2 separate regions of the Capsicum annuum genome follow, and region 2 is linked to region 1. The links are chromatin contacts, called in public Hi-C maps. All regions are on one chromosome and are shown on one strand. Each heading gives the region's core, a stretch centred on a gene start, on an enhancer-like site or on the middle of the called end of the contact. The rest is flanking DNA. Distances are from core to core; before and after follow the strand shown.

Region 1 (4,755 bases), core at 1,426-3,925:
GTATAGGGACTGTGTCAATATAGTATAAAAATTGTATCAATATGGTATAAGGATTGTATCAATATGGTTATAGGGACTATGTCGATATGGTATAAGGATTGTATCAATATGGTATAATATATGACCTTTTTTTTTGTATATGACGTATATAGAAATTGTAAAATTGTTATAATATATGCGTGAGTGTAGGATGTGCATAGAAACTATATCACTATTACACAAATATATTTATATCACAATTGTATTAAATTATATATATTTAAAATATGTATTGTATTATTTCAGTATAATACAATTAAAAAATAATTTTTTTCAAAAAATAAAAGAGCTAAAAAAAAAGTATACAAAGCCGTAAAAAAGACATATAAGAACAACGTTTTTTTTTAAATAACAAAATGAAGCAGCAAAATTAATAAAAATGGAGCATTAAAAATAAAAAAGAACCAGCAATTTAAAAAAAATGAATCAAGAAAACTTCTTTAAAAAATAAAGTCGAGCAAACGGACAAAAGGCCTAATGCTACTTTTTGAAAATGGCAAAACCAATAGCAAAATAATTGACATTAGAATTAAACAATAAAATAAGAAAAAGAAGAAAAAAAAAAGAAGAAGAGAAAGACAGCAGCAGTTGACCAAAGGCCAATGAGGTTATCTTTTGAAATTGCTAAATTATTGACAATAAAATAAGAAAAAGAAGAAAAAAAGAAGAAGAAGAAGAGAAAGACAGTAGCAGTTGATCAAAGGCCAAAAAGGCTATCTTTTGAAATTGCTAAATTATTGACCATTTTGATGGAATTAGTTTCGTCTTAGTGATTATTTTCGACTTTATCTCTTATTTTAAAGACTATTGGGTGTTATATATAATTCCATTTTAAAAATTCACAAATATTAATTGAACCTCACCTTAAAACATTTTCCTAGGTTTGTTCGGATTTATATATCACTATTTTTCTAATTTTATTTTTATTTATTCTTTTTGACAAATTAAGAAAAAAAAATCATGTTTTACCTTTAACATTAATTACTTATTTATTCTTCAAATTATTTTTCAATATCTATACTCACTCTGTTTAAAAAAGAATGATCTACTTTTTTTTTAGTTTGTTTAAAAAAGAATGATATCTTTCTTTTTTTGATAATACTTTAATTTTAACTTTTTAGATGTAATGTTTAGGACCACAAAATTAAAAGATATTTTGGTACATTTGATACTACTTTAATTTAAAATCACAAGATTTAATTTTTTTTTTTTTCTTAAATTTTATATCAAGTCAAAATATGTTATTCTTTTAAGAAAACATTAAACATCAATTAATAAAAATAATATTATAAATTCATTATACCAATCATTGTTGTTAACGGAGGAAGTACTGTTCTTATGCTATCCACAGAAGTTTCCTAGCCATAGAGAGTTGCTGTATGTGCTTTTTTGTGACGTCAATTGAGTGTGAGTTATTAAAGGATCCAACAATTTGAATGTTGGAATTAAGAAAAAACACTACATAGACTTACTGTAAGAAAATTTCAAGGTCTCCATGAAATTCTTTATTTCCCTTTCAAATCTAATTAAGTTTTCCATCTAAGAACTAGTGATCGGATTAATTCAAAATATAATGGCTACACAGAAAGTGTTAGGTAAACGTGAATAACAACAAAAATATTTGTGACAAAATAATAAGGAAATAAATAAAAATAATGATATCAAAAATTTTAGTGGAAACCTTTATAAATAGGAGAAAAATTATGAATCAAGAGTAGCAACTGATATTACTACAGTAAGAATTTTTATACCGTAGTAACAAGTACAATACTCAAAATAAATAACATTTTTTTAACTCTACCTTATTAAAATATTGCTTACATTAATTTTTTCTTCACAGATTATTTTATCACAATATATGAAATACCCCACCGCTCTCTATATATTATTTTTCTCATTATTTTTGATGTATTGAAGTGTGCTGAGGTTGCCTGTATTTATAAGCAAACACGGCCTACGTTGATGTCAGTGACAAAAAAAAAACTATTGAAACTGATACTTTTCTATAGTCAATTTTGACAAAATAAGAGTCATGGACATGCAGAAATTTGACTTGGTTTTTCTGCCATGAACATGGGTTGAACCCCCACAAAAAGCACCAAAGTACTTTGCTGAAACTTAACAGCATGCAATTTGCTTCCCTATCTACTATTCTAAAACTTTAATTGGGGTTGTACATAATTTGGGTTTGGGTTTTTAATTTATCAGCACGCAAATGTTAAAAGGAGGAATGAACCCACTATGAATAAGTACTTTAAAAATTCGCAAAAGCTACCCAGGATTTTGGCTCTCTAGCACTTCATGCCGGAAATGGATGACCTCCATGTCCATCATGAGATCCAGATATCTCTAAAATACTTGAGACCCATTGCTTGGTTCAGATATCCTTTGATGTCTGTCAAGTAGGTGCTGAATAATAAACCTCCAAATAAAGTTCACTCTAGCTAATTCTTACGGGAATAGTTCCATAATTCCAGAATTTGGAACTATACCTTCGGTAAAAATCATTGTCAAAGGTGGAAAGAATTGCTTTCTTTTCTCGATGCGTCAAATTTATGAACCTCCTAGGAAGAAGCGAGGGGAGTAAGGTAAGATCAGATGACAGAGGAAGAAAGACTGGACGGCTTTTGGTGGCCGTCAAGACACCAAAGATAGGCCACGCAATACTAGAAAAAAAAAAAGAAAAAATTACCACACAAACGGACTGTATATGGTTGATTTTTCTGCATTTAAGATCACAAATGATCGGTTTTAAAAAGAAAAAAATAATTTAAAAATAAATTCAAAATAAATCGACCACAAGTGGTCGATTTTATTTTTAAATTAATTAATTAATTTTAATAACACCGACCACAAGTGGTTGATTTTATTTTTAAATTAATTAATTAATTTTAATAAAATCGACCATAAGTGATCGGTTTTTTTTATTTAAATTAATTAATTAATTTTAATAAAATCGGACAAATGTGGTCGGTATTTTTATTTAAAATAATTAATAAATTTTTATAAAATTGGTCACATGTGGTCCGTTGTTTTATTTAATATAATTAATTAATTTTAAAAAAATCAACCACAATTAGTCATTTTTTAAGAATTAATTAATTAATTAATTATATAAAATCGACCATAAGTGATCGATTATTGTAAAATTTTTCAAAAAACTGACCACATGTGGTCAATTTTTTTGATAATTTTTATAAAAAAAATAACAGCTTACAACCAGCATACAATACAACTAGCATACAATACAACCAACATACAAACAACCACCATACAAACCATATACAACCCGCATACAATAGAAGTCTAAAAACATACAAAAGTGTAAAAACTACAAATTATCTCCACATACGAACTACAACGCATACAGAAGTCTAAAACCTACCACTCATCATCATTTTCGTCATCCGCATCCTCAGCCACACACAGAGGATCTGATTCTTCCTTGTCCTGGTGATGCAGTTCGGGCTGCAAAAGTACTACGATACTCATTAACGAGCTGCATGTATTTATCCTATATTCAAAGTAAAGTTTCTTGTCCTGGTGATGCAGTTTGGGCTGCAAAAGTACAACGATACTCATTAACAAGCTGCATATATGTAATACCCCATACTTCTACTTAGCTTGAAATTGTCTCAAGTATGTTAGAAACATACTTTGAAAGATGAATCCACTTTTATATACGTAGAATTTTTAAGATTTTCACTTTTTGTCATGTGAAAAATTGAATTAGCTTTTCAACGATACCAATTTCGTCCAAATCCGATATCGGGGTAGAAAGTTATGATCGTTTTACAGAAAGCAGTCAAAACTGCCTAGGTGCGACGATGAGGACCGATGGACCGACGCCCAAACCGTCACAACAGAGACAGTGAACCCCTATTCTGCCCAGGTGCGACGGTCAGGACCGATGGACCGTCGACCCAGCGATGGACCGTCGCATAGTTCGTTCAGTTATTTAAAGTCATTTTTAAAAGGGTATTTGGATCCTTTTCCACCCGTTTTAACCCTTAATTATATCAGATCAAGGCTCATAAGTTTATTATTCATCTACAACATCAAATTAGGATTTTCTCTCAAAGATAATCCCCAAGAAACAAGGTCCAAATCTTCTTCAAGAAACTAAGATATTCAAGTTCTTCAAGTCCAAGAACTTCAAGAAACTCACAAACCAGGTATGTCATGTGTCGATTCATGGGTCTCTTTCACACATGAAGGTCAAGAATCTCCTTTCAAAATCCAAGATTTGTGTATGTATGAATGTTCATGATTTAAATTGAATTGAAAATCATGTTCATGATGTTGTGGATTTTTGATTCATCTTTTAAATTACATATTCCAATGATTGACCCGAGTATGTGATGATTTGTATAATAATCATGATAAACCCTTCAAACTTGCAAAATTATTCATGCAACCGTGGCAATTAGATGCATTGATGATGGTATAACTAAAGTATGCTCCTCATATGTTTAATTAAATGCCTATGTAAAGAAAAAGTGCCATACTAGTATGATAATATGAAATCCCCAATCATGTACAAGTTTATGCATGTCAAATATTTAATGAAATGTCTTAGTCAGTGAATCATGGATACATGTGAAGCCCTTGTGGTGCTTTAGAACTTCTACTTCATGAAATCTCTAACTTATTGTATTATGGATTGTGATGTTGGTCATGTATTCAAGAAAGTCATGCTTTGTCAGTTTTATGCTA
Region 2 (4,755 bases), core at 1,168-3,667, 230 kb after region 1:
CTTGAGGTTCGCTGCCCGCTGCTGCTTGCTGCCGCCGGCCGATTCTTTATCATCGCCGACAAAAGTTTAAGTTTTGTCATTTTATTATTGTTCTTTTTTTTTAATTAATTGATTAATTATCTTATAAATCGAAAAAATAAATAATCTGATTAATTTAATTGATAAATTTACTTGGCATCGAGAGAGTTCAGATCCTAAATTTGCCTACCCTAGATAGAAATGTACGTAGAACGAGTATCAAAGTAAAAGTTAAGTAGGTAAAGTTATCTTTATTTTATTTTTTTAATAAATTTAGACTTGTTGATCTTTGTCATTGTACTACCTTTTAAATCAATAAAGAACTTGAACTTAAAGAAATGAATTGCTACAGTGAATTACTTGGAAAACTCAATTTGCTACAGTAGCTGAGTCACCTGTCCTAATCACTATATATATATATATGTATGTATTCTTACTTTATTTTTTCTAGCTTTTTCTCATCAATTTATTGGATGTAAGAATTTTTTTTGTTAAAGTTTAATTTGTTTTCCTTTATTGAGAGGGAAATGAAATAAACTACTCCTCTCCCATCCCTTTTCCAATTTCAAACACATGCATTTTTAACTTTTACAATAATATAATTTGTGGAGTAAGATATTAATTTTGATTAATTATTTTATTTTGGATTTAATTAATTTTTTTAATTTTGAGAGTAGCAATTTCAAAATTAATCATACTCAATTGGTACTATTTTCTTTTTACGTACAAGTAACACTAGATTCAAAAACTAAAGTAAATAATATGCCCTTCTCCAGGATCCTTCTCTCAAATCTCAAACTTCTTTAAAAATCTAAGTTTTAAATCAAAATTTGTATTTATTTGAACTAGTTTAAAGTGAAATTTAATATATATTTGTCAAGAACTTGTATTGTTTTTTCTAATCCAATAAACTAAATATCTACTGATAAAAGTATATTTAGTTAACAGTCCTTTTACTATTTAATCTACCTCTTTATTTCTTTTCATCTTTATATTTAATTCTTTGTGCTAATTGTTAGTAACTTTTAAAGAAAGTAAAGAAGTCTTCTATCGAATTTAAAATAATGACTTAATTTATTTTTTCTTTTTGGTAAACGTCCATATAATAATCACAAAATAATTTGTTTTTCACGAAATGACCTGTGATTGATCCTTAAAAAAACTTGTAGGGCTTCAAGTGTAACTATCAAACAAGTACATATTCCCCAAAAAAAAAAAAAAAACTGATTTATATCTAAAACTTAAGATAAAAGTTTATTTCATTTATTATACATGATCATACACAAAAGCCAATATAAATTAGTATCATATATTATATATTTATCAATTATTTTTAATTTTATTATCAAATAGACAACTACCTAAGTTTTATTATACACTAGATACTGAAGTTCGTGTCAGCACGAGTCCAATTTAGATCCAAATGAAATTTGAAAAGTCAATCAATTTTTTTTTTTTATGATTTTTAAATAATTAATTATTAATTTATAGTACTTTTACATAATTCTCAGATACTATGTGTTATTATTTTGTTCCAATTTATGCGGCACTTAATAGAATATTTGGGAAAGCTAACTAAAGTTGTTATATAGTTATGGATGTTAATTATTATGATTTGTACGACTTTCTATGTAATTTTCAAGTAATACATATTCTCGCTCTATTCTAATTTAAGTGACATCAATAGAGTTTGAAAACTCAAACAAATTTTTTAAAACATTTTAAAAATATTTTATTTCGATGATTATTGTGATTTATATTACTTTTCATAAAATTTTCAAATAATATATTTTAATTGATGTTGCACTGATAGAATTTTGAGTCAATAAATTTTTTAATGTGTCTTCAAATAATTTAAATTATTAATTATTATAATACATAATAGTTTTTATGTAATTTTCAAATATATAATAGATTAAAAAAATAAAATGGTTAAATAAAAATAAAAATATAAAATTATAAAAATATTCTTGCCTAAAAGCAAGCAGTTGAAAATAGGCATGACAACCTCAACTTGTCTGTCACTCACGCTTATTATAATAGTAATGTCATGCATAAAGCTAACTTAAATTAGATATTTACCGATTATTTTTAATTTAATTATCAATAGAGAACTACTAAGTTAAGTAGCTGTTTGGCTATGCGTATTTTTTCTTTTTTTTTTTAAAAAAAATTATTTCATTTTTAATTAAAATAAAGGTAAAAATAATAGTATTTGATCATGAAATTTTCAAATTCAATTAGAAATTATATTTAAAAATAATGAAAATACAAAAAATAATTTAAAAACAACTTTTAACTTTAAAAAATTATAATTTTCATGCCAATCGGACCTAATTATTCCTCTATGTTACAACCAACCAACCACAACTATCAAAGAAGCACATAAATCATAATCCCAACCCCCCACTCCTCACCCCCACCCCAAAACCAAGAGAAAAAAAACCAAAACCTTGTCAATATCGAAAACTTGGACTTTTAACACACACACACTATATAAACAAGATTCTTCACCTAGTTAAGGTAAAGACTTAAAGAACACACAACTTTTTTTAGTACAAAAAAAGGGGAATATGGGGTTGTCAAAATTGAAGATAGGAGGGGCATGGAGTGGTGTATTAGAAGTAGAATTAGAAGAATGGACAGTACCAATGTTAAGACAAGAAATTGCAAGAAGATGTGGTCATGGTGATGGTGGAGCTGAAACAATTAACCTTATATGTGCTGGTAAATTGTTGAAAGATGGTGATGGGATTGAAAAGTTGAGTCAATTGGGTGTTAGAAATAATGGAAAGATTTTGGCTTCAAGGGTTTCTGTTGATCAAGGAAAGTCTGTTAAAGAAGAATCTTTGGCTGAAGAAGAACGTTCTACTAGGCTTTCAAGGCTAAAGTTAGTATCTTTTGTTATTATTTATGTTGTTGTTGTGTTGTTTTCATGAATTACTTGATGGGTTTGGTGTGATGAGTGATCATTGTTGTGTGTGTGTTTTGGGGGGTGGGGGGGCTAGTTTTTGTTGTTGTTCATTGTTGTTTTGTTTTCTTGATTTTTGTTGGACTTTGTGAGTTTTTGTTTCTAAAGGGTGATCAGAGTGGAATTAGTGGCTTGTTTATCTGTTATCTTGGTGCATAAAATTGATTTTTGATTGTGATCATTGTTGTGTGGGGGTGGGGTGGTTGTGGAGGGGAGTTTTTGTTGTTGTTCATCATCTTCTTTATTTGAGGAAGAAGTTTCAAGGCTAAAGTTCTTTCCTTTTTAATCTTTTGTCAATCTTTATGTTGTTGTTGTGTTGTTTCCTTGAAACACTTGATGGGTTTGGGTGATCAGAGTGATAGTAGTTGTTGTGTGTGTGTTCGTGGGGGTGGGGGTAGAGTTTTGGTTGTTGTTTCTCTCCTTCATTATTTGAGGAAGAAGTTTCAAGGCTAAAGTTAGTATCTTTTCAATTTTTTGTCATTCTTTATGTTGTTGTTGTGTTGTTTGCTTGAATTACTTGATGGGTCTTGGTGCATAAAATTGATTTTGATTGTGATCGTTGTTGTGTGTGTGGTTGTGGTTGTGAGGGGTGGGGGGATGTTACTTCTCCACTGAGTTTGAATTGTATTCGTTGTGGGTTGTTAGTGTGATCAGAGTGAAAGTAGTGTCTGACCATGTGAGTTTTGTTTGTAAAGGGTGATCAGATTGAAAATAGTGTCTTGTTTTGCTTTCATCTTGGTACATGCAATTGAATTTGGCATCAAGGGTTTCTCTTGATCAAGACATTTCAATGCCAAAGTCAGTATTTTTTCTTTCTTTACGTTCTTCTGGTGTTGTTTTCTTGATGTTATTATGCTATGTGAGTTTTGTTTCTAAAGGGTGATGAGAGTGAAAAGTAGTGGCTTGTTTACCTTTAATCTTGGTACATAAAATTGATTTGATTGTGATCATTTTTGTTTGTGTGTGTGGTGGTGGGTTGGGGGTGGGGGGTGGGGGGTGGGGGTGGAGTTTTTCTTGTTGTTAAGCTTCTTCTTTATTTGAGGAAGAACGTCGCACTAGACTTTCAAGGCTAAAATTAGTGTTTCTTTGTCGTTCTTCTTGTTCTTCTCGTGTTTTTTTCTTGATCTGTTGAAGTATGTGAGCTTTGTTTCTTATGGCAGTGATCAGAGTGGAAATTGGTGGTTTATTTAGCTTTTTTTAATGATTGTGATCATTTTGTGTGTGTTTGTGGGGCTGGGGGTGGGGGAAGGGAGAAGGAGAGTTTTTAATCTTTTGTCATTCTTTATGTTCGTCTTGTGTTCTTTTCTTGAATCAATTGATGAGTTTGGGTGATCAGAGTGAAAACAGTGTCGTCTTTAGCTTTTATGTTGATACATCAAATTGATTTTGATTGTGATCATGGTTGTGTGTGTGTTTGTGGGGGGTGAGGGGCCGAGGGGAGTTTCTGTTGTTCTTCATCTTTGTTTTATTTATCCACTGAGTTTGAATTGGGATTCTATTTTCTATGGATTGTGAATTCTGTTCTTATATAGCGTGACATAGTAATGAAGTGTACAAAGCTCTGTAGTCTCTATCTTGAGCCAGCCAACTGTGACTTCTTTGCCTGGATAGACATGTTTTCCTGTATTGTTCTTTTCTAGCTAACTACTGATATGATTGGAATTACAGGGCTGCTGCTGTTTCTCTGTCAAAGAGGCACGCGGACGGCTCATTACCCGTTGAAGATTTCAATCTTGAGCTTGAAAATCAGAGTGGACAAAAGGTGC

Evidence for each region. Hi-C and Micro-C count contacts between places; a contact is called where the count stands out from the background.
Region 2: a Hi-C map of leaf shows a contact between it and region 1, with 3 times the contacts expected there. The contact joins the promoter of LOC107877707 here to the enhancer-like site in region 1. A contact is called at or near these places in 2 of 5 Hi-C or Micro-C datasets (both in leaf).

The regions. Positions count from the first base shown.
Region 1 is chr7:11,465,241-11,469,995 of UCD10Xv1.1, forward strand. No RefSeq gene overlaps it. Among protein-coding and RNA genes, the nearest start is that of LOC124900027, 13 kb to the left of the region's middle. Within about 2 kb of position 2,676, at least 5 of the 5 cell types and tissues checked have an H3K27ac peak or open chromatin away from gene starts, as enhancers often do. A contact at or near this core is called in leaf, where this site is marked.
Region 2 is chr7:11,694,587-11,699,341 of UCD10Xv1.1, forward strand. It overlaps LOC107877707 (NEDD8 ultimate buster 1), which reads left to right and starts at 2,418. Exons shown (of 11, transcript XM_016724398.2): 1 at 2,418-2,908; 2 at 4,658-4,755. The coding sequence starts at 2,592.